Linked DNA regions of Sus scrofa: regions 1 and 2 are each linked to region 3. A link is a contact called in public Hi-C data. All regions are on one chromosome and are shown on one strand. Each heading gives the region's core, a stretch centred on a gene start, on an enhancer-like site or on the middle of the called end of the contact. The rest is flanking DNA. Distances are from core to core; before and after follow the strand shown. Region 1 has its middle 56 kb from the start of SF3B3. Region 2 holds the start of COG4 (component of oligomeric golgi complex 4). Region 3 holds the start of IL34 (interleukin 34).

What was found. A called contact is a pair of places that touch in the nucleus more often than the background predicts.
Region 1: a Hi-C map of skeletal muscle shows a contact between it and region 3, with 3 times the contacts expected there. The contact joins the enhancer-like site here to the promoter of IL34 in region 3. A contact is called at or near these places in 12 of 47 Hi-C or Micro-C datasets (brain, embryonic fibroblasts, mesenteric adipose tissue and 5 more).
Region 2: a contact with region 3 is called in a Hi-C map of skeletal muscle, with 5 times the contacts expected there. The contact joins the promoter of COG4 here to the promoter of IL34 in region 3. A contact is called at or near these places in 1 of 5 promoter capture datasets (fetal skeletal muscle), 6 of 47 Hi-C or Micro-C datasets (embryonic fibroblasts, heart right ventricle, mesenteric adipose tissue and 3 more) and 1 of 2 datasets of contacts at active chromatin or transcription factors (skeletal muscle).

The regions. Positions count from the first base shown.
Region 1 is chr6:13,579,183-13,582,422 of Sscrofa11.1, forward strand. No RefSeq gene overlaps it. Among named protein-coding and RNA genes, the nearest start is that of SF3B3, 56 kb to the left of the region's middle. Within about 2 kb of position 1,414, at least 2 of the 83 cell types and tissues checked have an H3K27ac peak or open chromatin away from gene starts, as enhancers often do. A contact at or near this core is called in skeletal muscle, where this site is marked.
Region 2 is chr6:13,522,910-13,526,113 of Sscrofa11.1, forward strand. COG4 (component of oligomeric golgi complex 4) reads right to left here and starts at 1,533. Exons shown (of 19, transcript NM_001244337.1): 1 at 1,356-1,533. The coding sequence starts at 1,526. SF3B3 (splicing factor 3B subunit 3) reads left to right here and starts at 1,610. Exons shown (of 26, transcript XM_021093803.1): 1 at 1,610-1,918.
Region 3 is chr6:13,646,892-13,649,938 of Sscrofa11.1, forward strand. It overlaps IL34 (interleukin 34), which reads left to right and starts at 1,347. Exons shown (of 6, transcript NM_001285975.1): 1 at 1,347-1,374. The coding sequence starts at 1,347.

The DNA.
Region 1 (3,240 bases), core at 164-2,663, 68 kb before region 3:
CCTGATAATGGTCGTTTGCCATCTGTCTACTAGGAAGGATCAGTGAGTACAAAAAAACCTACCCTCAGGAATAAAGTCAGTACATCTCCCTATTTATGGAAGAAAAAAAAAAAAAAGCTTATGGGTAACTTAGAGGATCCCTGTCTGCAACATCTTAGCCAGGCTCTGGAGGATGTTTGGAGTATATGAGGAGGCAGCAACTGGAAGTGACACAGTCTCAGAAATGTTCCGGCTCACACTTGAGGATTCAGCCTTCCTCTGTCAAGTTGTGTGGGAAGCCTTAATGTTCCAGGCATCCTCAGCTTCATTGAACATGGAGAGGCCTGAGTCACTTCACATTTGAGTACTTCGTAGAGTAAAACACTTTTGTGTGTGTGTGCTCAGGGCTTCCATTGAACTGATTCTTTGTGGAAGGCACTGGCTTAGAATCAGGAATGGAGGTGATTAGATAAAATCTTTGACAGTGAACAGAGAGTGTTCGTGATGTTATACCCTGAAACTGCATGTTTCTTTAATCATGGCTTGGGGTTTAGATCAGTCAGTAGCCCCCTAAATTTTGCCAGGGATTGAATCCCTAAATGATACTTCTTTCTTACTTAGCTCATGAGTATGCATAGTAGACTGTACTCTTTTTTTTTTTTTTTTTTTTTTTTGCCACCCATGACATACAGAGGTCCTGAGCCAGGGATCACATCTGAGCTGCAGTTGCAACCTATATGCAACTGCAGCAGTGCAGGCTCCTTTAATCCACTGTGCCGGGCTGGGATCAAATCTGTTTCCTGGTGTTTCAGAGAAACTGCCAATCCCAGGGTGCCATAGCAGGAACTCATAGAGACAGTACTTTTGAACTACATTTGCATAGCTTAATTCCAGCATTTGTTTTTTCCTGTGGCTCCCCACTTGTTCTGTTTAGCCTGTCATATTGTATGATGTTGATATGCAGCAGTATGAGAAACTCAGCATAGACGTTTGAGCAGTGGCTCCTTGTTCCTAACATGTTGGGATTTTTTTTTTTTTTTTTTTTTTTTTTTTTTTTTTTTTAGAGCCTCACCCTTGGCATATGGAGGTTGCCAGGCTAGAGGTTGAATCAGAGCTACTGCTGCCAGCCATAGCCACGGGAACTTGGGATCTGAGCTGCCTCTGCGACCTACACCATAGCTTATGGCAACACCGGATCCTTAACCCACTGAGTGAGGCCAGGGATTAAACCCTCAGACTTCATGGTTCCTAGTCACATTTGTTTCTGCTGTGCCACAGCAGAAACTCGCCTACCCTCTAGCTTGATGTACTTCTTCCTACAGTAGTAGATGGGATATGTAAGAAAAGAAAACTGAGCTCTGTTACAGAATCAGGAATTGCTGTCCTTTTTTGGTTGTTCTTAATCATGTAGATAGCAGTTTAGTGGGGACATGATCACACCTGTGAGAGGAAGACACCACATGTCACTCAAGGACACTGTAAGACAGCATTAGGTTGTACTCAGTAACCCAGTAAACAACTAAGGCCTTAGGGAGTCAGACTTTTTAGTATCAAGAAGGTGGAACACTTCTGGTTCCTGTGAGAAGCTGTGATTGTCTTGTCTGGATAAACCTAGAGCCTGGCAAGGAGCTAAAACTTGCTCTCTGGAAGTGGGCAGGATCTGTGCCTGATCCTTTGATACAGAGGGTTGTTTAGCTAGGAAACCTCATTCACAAAAACAGGGGGGAGAGAAACTTGACATTAGGCCATTCGAAGCCCTTCTGATTTACAACATGTCATACTAAATCTTAACTTTAAATCTTACATCACAACTGGGAATGTGTGGTCATCTGATTATTGCCCCACTGGAGAGTATAGCTGAGGGTGGATTTTACGTTGGATCATCTTGTGCTTACAAGGTGTTACAAGAGTCTCTTCTCCCAGGGAAAATGATACAAACTCTGGGATTGTCAGAGAAATTTGGGTGCATATTAGAAGGGATTATCTGATAGATGATGGCAAATCATGAGTTAATCTGAGCATTTGTGCTAAGCACAGTGAGAAATTCTCAAGGCCTGTTCATCTGAACTTGACATTCTAGTAAGGGAGAGGAAGCTTAAACATGTGAAATAATCAACCAAATATGTCTATAGTAAAAAGAACTAGAATCAGACAACTTGTGTGATCTGGTTGGGCCAAATCACAGCTGATTCAATTTGAGCAAGCCATTTAAAACTTCTGAGCCTTGGCTCGCCCAACTGTAGAAAGTGATAGGACAGATATAGTGTATGCTACAGAGAAGTCCCCATGCAGGATCTTAGTTCCTTAGAATCCCAGTAAGTCAAAGTAACTATATCTCTTGGGAGTATAGATTTTATTTTCAGTCCTGAGTTCAGTCAAGTCTCTGCCTCTGATTAGATCCATGATTTTGGGGGTTTTCTTTTGGGTTTTTTTTTTTGTTTTTTGGTTTTTTGTTTGTTTGTTTGTTTGTTTTTGTTTTTTGCCTTTTCTAGGGCCACTCTTACAGCATCTGGAGGTTCCCAGGGTAGGGGTTGAATCGGAGCTGTAGCCACCGGCCTACGCCACAGCCACAGCAACGCGGGATCCCAGCCGTATCTGCAACCTACACCACAGCTCAATGCCAGATCTTTAACCCACTGAGCGAGGCCAGGCATTGAACCCGCAATCTCATGTTTCTTAGTTGGATTCATTAACCACTGAGCCATGAAGAGAACTCCTTAGGAGTCACTATGGATGTGAATCTCCTTCCCTTCCCACCATACACACACCACAGTTACATTCTCTTTCCTCCTTGTACTGCTTTACTTTTGATATGTCTGTTGACTTTGTCACGTTCTATTGTGGCTACATGGGTGCTGGAGGAGGTAGAGTTTTGACGGATATAAAGAGAACATTTGGGCCATAACTCAGGGACCTCCTCTGGACTTGATTTCTCTATGAATTCTCACAGCTGGAAAGATTTTCTTTTCTTTCCTCCAGTTTTAGTGAGGTATAATTGACATACATCACTGTAAGTTGAAAGTATACAGTATAATGTTTTGACTTGTATAGTCAAATAATTCATTTTTAGATACAATTAAATTTTTTTTTCTTGTCATGAGAACTCAGGCTCTAGTCTTAGTCAACTTTCATATATATATTTATCATACAGCAGTGTTAACTAGTCATGTTGTGCATTACATTCCTAGTACTTCTTTGACTCAGAGTGGATTTTTTTTTTTTTTAAGAACTGCTTATGGAAGTTACCAGGTTAGGGGTCCA
Region 2 (3,204 bases), core at 283-2,782, 120 kb before region 3:
GATTTGACCCCTAGCCTGGGAATTTCCATATGCTGCGGCTGTAGCCCTAAAAAAGGGAAAAACAAACAAAAACCAAAACTAATATTGTTCTGTCTGTAAGATCAACTTAATTTTTTTCCTAACATACTGACCGATTCAATGAATGCAAGCTTAGGAATGTTAAGAGTATTGAATTTTATAAAGTACATCTTGCTGAAAAGTCTATCGGCATTGGTATAAATTAATACTTGAAAACTCTCAAAGAGAGTTCCCGCCGTGGCTCAGTGGAAATGAATCTGACTAGGATCCATGAGGATGCAGGTTCCATCCCTGGCCTCCCTCAGTGGGTTAAGGATCTGGTGTTGTCACTGCAGTGGTTTGGGTTGCTGCTGTGAGGGGATTTGACCCTTGGCCTGGGAACTTCTACATAGAGTGGGTGTAGCAAAAAAAAAAAAAAAAGTACTGACGGGAGATCCTGTTGTGGCTCAGCAGTTAACAAACCTGACTAGCATCCATGAGGATGCGGGTTTGATCCCCGAACTCAAACAGTGGGTTAAGGATCCAGCAGTGCCAGTGACCTGTGGTGTAGGTCACAGACACCGCTTGGATCTAGCATTGCTGTGGTGTGGCATAGGCAGCAGCTACAGCTCCGATTCCACCCCTAGCCTGGGAACTTCCATATGCCGCGGGTTCAGCCCGAAAAAGTAAAAAAAAAAAAAAAAAAAGTACTGACAGCATTAAGTTTCATGGAAAAGTGAGGAAGGCTGCTGGACATAATATAGCCAGTGCCCCTGGTTTGACGCTATGCAGGGGTAGCTACAAGAACTGAAATAACTTATTCACGATTAGACAGTTGTTTCTGAGTTTTAACATCTCAAGATTCTACAAAGCCCTGCATTGAACTGAAACGCTAAAATTACACCCCCAAATCATTTCCCACAGTAGAAAGTCTTAAAACGCTTTGTTTATTTACAATGATTTCTTGCTGAAATGAGGTAAGGTGAAAGCGTTTCATCACTTTAAAATTTATAAGCCCTTACAACAAAGCCTTTATTCTTATTATGAAAAGCAAGCGTGTGAGGAGATGCCCTTAAGTCTAACTTTAGGACCGCGGAGAAATCTAATGATTAAGGGCCAGGGAAATCAACAGGGGGCGGGGCAGATCGCCCAGACAACACGAAAATATGCTTGGGGGCATCAGACGGAGATGTCGGATCGCCCCAATTACATTCAACCACACTCCTGCTTCTCGAGTAGATGCTTTTTTTGTTTCCTCGTAAAGAAAAGAACTTCCCACAGCCCTGATTTCCCAAGAATGACGGCTCCTAGGCCCACTGCCCCTGTATCCTCCTGGAAAGAGAAGCTCAGCCCCCCACCTCCTCGCCGCAGAGCCGTTCGTACACAGCCTCCAGCTCCTGAAGCTCAGTCAGAGAGCGAATGAGCTCTGTGGAGATTTCCGAGCAGCGGCCTCCTCCCACGCCTTCAGGCGGCGGAGGCACCCCTGACAGCTTCTGAGGAGAATCGAGGTCCGCCATCTTGATTCCCATTCCGCGCTTCCGGCCCTGGGAGGCCCCCTCCTCGTAGGCGCGCCACGTCCTTGGGGCTGCCCACGGGAGTGCCTAGTGAATTTGTATATATGTTTTTAAAAGCCTACTTAAAAAGGTCTATTAATTCCCTATTTTCCTGGGAAAAGTGACAGTCATAAAAATATGTTTAAGTAATTTTTCGTGCGGCGTGGAAGCAAGACTGAAGCATTAAAGAGATTTATATGTACATTCTTCAGGCGCCGGTTGAGGACCTTTTTTCCGTCGCGCGCCAATCGGAAGGTCCCTGTTTTAGGAGCTAATGGCGGATGCCGGCGGCTTGGGCTTAGCGGCGGATTAGGCCTTGAGGGGACTGAGGATCTGTTGGATATCTGCGCCATCCTCCTGGCTTCAGGGTAAAGAAGCAGCTTTCTGACCTCCCTAGGCCTGAAGAGGTGGAGAGCGGCCATGTAGAAGGGTGGGCCGAGCCTTTTGTAAGGGTTTCTGAGAGAGTTTAGGCCCGAGGACTATGGGCAAGCGTCTAGGAGGTGATGGAGGGGAACGCAGGAGGGCAGCTTCACGAACTTGTGTTTCGCGACCGTTCGCACTGTGGGAACTAAGCCTAGCTCAAAATAAGCTTTCTAGAGACTGCGTAGCTTTTAGGCTTTGGGGGAGATGTAAGAAGGGGCGGGAGAGACGTTTTCCACTGGAGAAAGTAAACGGCACACCGACGGGGAGGTGAAAGATCAAGGGTGTTAAAAGTGTCAAGGACGGAAACAGTCTTTGAAATCTAGACCCTTTGTATTTGTGCTTTGGTGCTTGGGCAACTCATTTCCTTCTTTGATCCTCAGTTTATCGCTTGCAAAAATGGGGATAATTATATCTATCTTGAAGACTTTGCAGAGTTTAAATGCGGTGATGTTCTTCTCGTACATGGAGAAGGGGTGGAGGAGCAATCACAGGCTCATTTCCTAATATTCATAGACAGCAGGTAGAATTGGGGGAAATCAAAATTTACCAAGTTTTGGTCGTTACTAGTTTCCGGTATGTAGTGCTTGGTTGATCTTCCTCTGAAATGCAATTTCCCTTGTTACCCAAGATAAAAGAATAGTTGGGGAACCTGGGTCCAGCTAGGTTTTGGGAAAATAAATTCCAAAGTTTGTACTAGATGCTGTTAGTTGTAAAGGAACTAGAAAGTAGGCTGAGTTTTTCAGTAAGTTATAAAGGGCGAAAAGTAGCCTAGGAGAAGGTTTTCCAAGCTTCCGAAGTGGTCTTTGGTTTCCTATGTTTGTTTTCTGAAAGATTCTGTATCTTTCATACAGTCAACCCTACAATATAGATCACATTCACAACAAGGTAGGGGTTTCGTTGTAAATTTTGTTCTTGATAACTGCAAGTTTGAAATTATGTTTGAAATTTTATAACTGGAGTGAGATGCAAGAGAATAAATTATGTCTGAGACTCCATTCAACTTTTCTCATTTAACAAAACCAAATTTGCATGCTAATTACAGATACAATTGTAAGCTTTGAACTTCTCGAGATTCTTTGCTTTTGTCTCTGAATAATTGAGGGAAAATAGTTCAGTTTATTTTCCAGTGGTAAATGTATAGGTACTTTTATGGTGAAGATACCTCAGTTTGCAGTCTTGAGTCCTAAGAAGAATCCTTTTCTTTGTATATTCTTTTGTGGAGGCTTCATTC
Region 3 (3,047 bases), core at 97-2,596:
GCCAACTCAGTCTCACGGAGCCTCCGTTTCCTCACGTGCAGAATGCGGACAACAGCCCCTACCTCGCAGCGTCCAGTGAGGTATAAATGAAATGACCACATCAGAGCCCTGAGCCCTGTGCCCAGCTGGAAATTCACATCTGGGTGTCAGCAGGCTGAGGTTGAATTCCTGTCGCAATTTTTACAAGTTGTGTGACTTCAGACAAGCATCTTAATCCTTCTGGGCCTTGAGTTCCTCATTGATAAAATGAAACTTTATGCTCCCATAAGGTTGTTGTGAAGATTCAATGACTATAAAGACCTTAGCCGAGGGCCTACCACATAATGAGCTCTTGGGAAGAGCCACTGTATTATTATCATAGGGTTGCCAAATTTAGCAAATAAAGATACAGGACTCCCAGTTAATCAGGAATTGCAGATAAGCCAAAATTTTTGTGAGTATAGGTATGTCCCATGCAATATTTGGGACATACTTAAAAAAAGTATTCATGACATAATCATACTAAAAAATTTGTATTTATCTGAAATTCAAATGTAACTGGGTACCTAGTATTTGGAGAAACAGATTTGGAGTAATCCGAGGATGAGAAAAGCCTGAAAGTGCATGGAGGGGTCAACCATCTGTTTTTTTAACTTCCCTGCAGCCCACGCCTTTCATGTACTTTATCTGTGACTTCACCTCCTTCAGGAAACTCCCTGGATTTAGCCCACACAGCCCATTCATTCCTTGGCTTTGCTGTTGTTCTGCCCCCAGGCTGTCAGCTGGTGTCACCGGAACTCACTCCTGGGCCAGGACTGCCCTTTGGATATTATGTTACTCAGGTCCCCAGGTAGCCAGCCACCAGGTGGTCCCAGCTGGGTGGTGGGTGCAGCCTACACAGTAGGCTCTGCACGCCTGTGGCTGATGGCTGAGTGGCAGCACCACTCTTACATAATCGGTTTCTCTCCTCCTTTCTCTTTCCAGAGCCAGATTTCACACTGAGCAGCTGCAGACGGAGAAATCAGAGAAAGCACAACCCAGCCTCAGATTCCGAGGGGCCTGCTTGGGACTCTCTCCTCCTGCTTGGAAGGAAGACCCTGAGGCAGCTGTCTCAGGCCAGGTCTTGGCTGCCATGGGACTCCCAGCCACCACGCCCCAGCTGCCCTCCATACTGCCAGGCAGATAAGGGTGAGCCCTGCCCAGGAGCACCTGCTACCCTCTGCCAGGCCACCCTCTGTGGCCAGTCCTTCCTCAACTTTGGACCACCTTTGCTGACCTGAGGCCATGTAGGCCCCACTTGGGCCTCTGTGGATAGATACGCCCCTGGGCACAGCACCTCTGCTCTCTGGGAGATCCAGTGCACCACCATGCCCCGGGGACTCGCTTGGCTGTGCTGTGAGTACTGGGGAGATCTGTGGGGGCTGCCCGGGGAGGCCTTGGCCCAGAGCTGGGCTCTGCCGTAACCATGGTAACCAGGGCATTCTTCCTGGTGAGAAGTTGTGATGCCTCCCAGCTTAATGGCAGGCAGCCTTGGGGACTCCCACGCTGTCTGCCCTGTCTCCACCTGACTGCAGCTCAGATGGGCATGGTAGCTGTGCATCTTAGACTGGGTGGGCACAGTCAGTGGGTCACAGGGACAGGGCAGGTCCTGGGGTAGGAAGCAGGAATCTCATCTGCTCAAACTTCTTGGTTCTGGGGAGTATGGTGGGATGGAGGTGGCAGAGAAAGGATTTCTGGCCTCCCTGGGGGTGGCCAGCCAGGGGTGGGGGCTTGTGAAATTGTCTGCGTCCCAACACACATGGGAGAAGTGCAGCTTGTTCCCTCTGCCTCTGCCTCCATAAAGAGCTAAATCAAAAGGCGAAAAGAGAACAGTGTTGTTGGGAAAAGGAGAATTAGTTGAAATGAGGACAAGAAAAAAACATCTAAAAGCCTCTCAATCCTGCTGGTGGGAGGCCAGACCAAGCTCCCTTCAGACTCCAAGATTCCATTTAATTGACTCAAATTCAACATATTTTTTTCTGGTGCCACCCACCTGCCCACTGGAGAGGCACTGCCATGGCGACAAGGACCTGGGCTATCTCGTGCGTCTCTCTCTAACACCTGGCATGGAGTTAGGCGCTAGGAACTGTGTGCTGGATGGATGAGCTCCCAGGTCTGATCTTGTGAGGGATTCATAGAGGAGCTGGCTTCTACTCTGGCCCTTGGGGAGGGTACTGCGAAGGGTCAGAATGTTCACAGTGGGTAGAAGGACCCAGACCCAGTGTTCTGGAAGCTTCTGAGTCATGAGGAGCAGGGGAGCAGGAGAAACAGCAGGGTGGGGTGCCACTTGAAATGATCTCAGAGGTGGGTGGGTTCACACGTGTTGACGCGAGGAGGTGAGGCCAGTGTTCCTTCCAGGGAAGGGGAATAGCGTGAGCAAAGGCTCAGGAATGGATCAGTGAGAGGCCAGGCTGGCGAGCTGTTTGGGCTCAGGTGGCTGAGGCTTTGACAGCGCGGGTGAGGAGTTGCCAATTCATGAGACAACAGGGAGCTCGGGCAGATCTGTGATCTGCAGTTGGGGGTTGTGGTGGGTGTTGCTCTGCTCTCTGGAGCTTGATCTGGTGATGCTTTTGGGAGTTGCTCTTGCAACCTTTTGGGCCTCTGGTAATGAGAGTCCCTTCCAGAGGTGGAAGTGAGAATGAAGAGGTCTGGCAGAGATAACAAAGCTCATGATTTGTCAAGGATTTGTCAAGGATTGGCAAGGACTGGCTAGAGTGAGGGGGAGGGAGGGATGTGGATCGAGGGCTCAGACAGGGGCCGGGGTGCTGAAGAAGGCTCGGCTGCCATGACACATTGCCACAAACTTGGCTTAAAACAGCAGAAGTGGGAGTTCCCTGGTGGCCTAGTGGTAAAGGGTTTGGTGTTGTCGCTGCTGTGGCCCAGGTTCAATCCCTGGCCTAGGAATTTCTGCATGCTGCGGGTGTGGCCATAACCAAAACAAAACAGCAGAGATGTATTCTGTCACAGCTCTGGAGGCCAGAAGCATGAAATAAAGTCGTCAGGGTGATGTTCCTTCCAAAGGCTCTAGA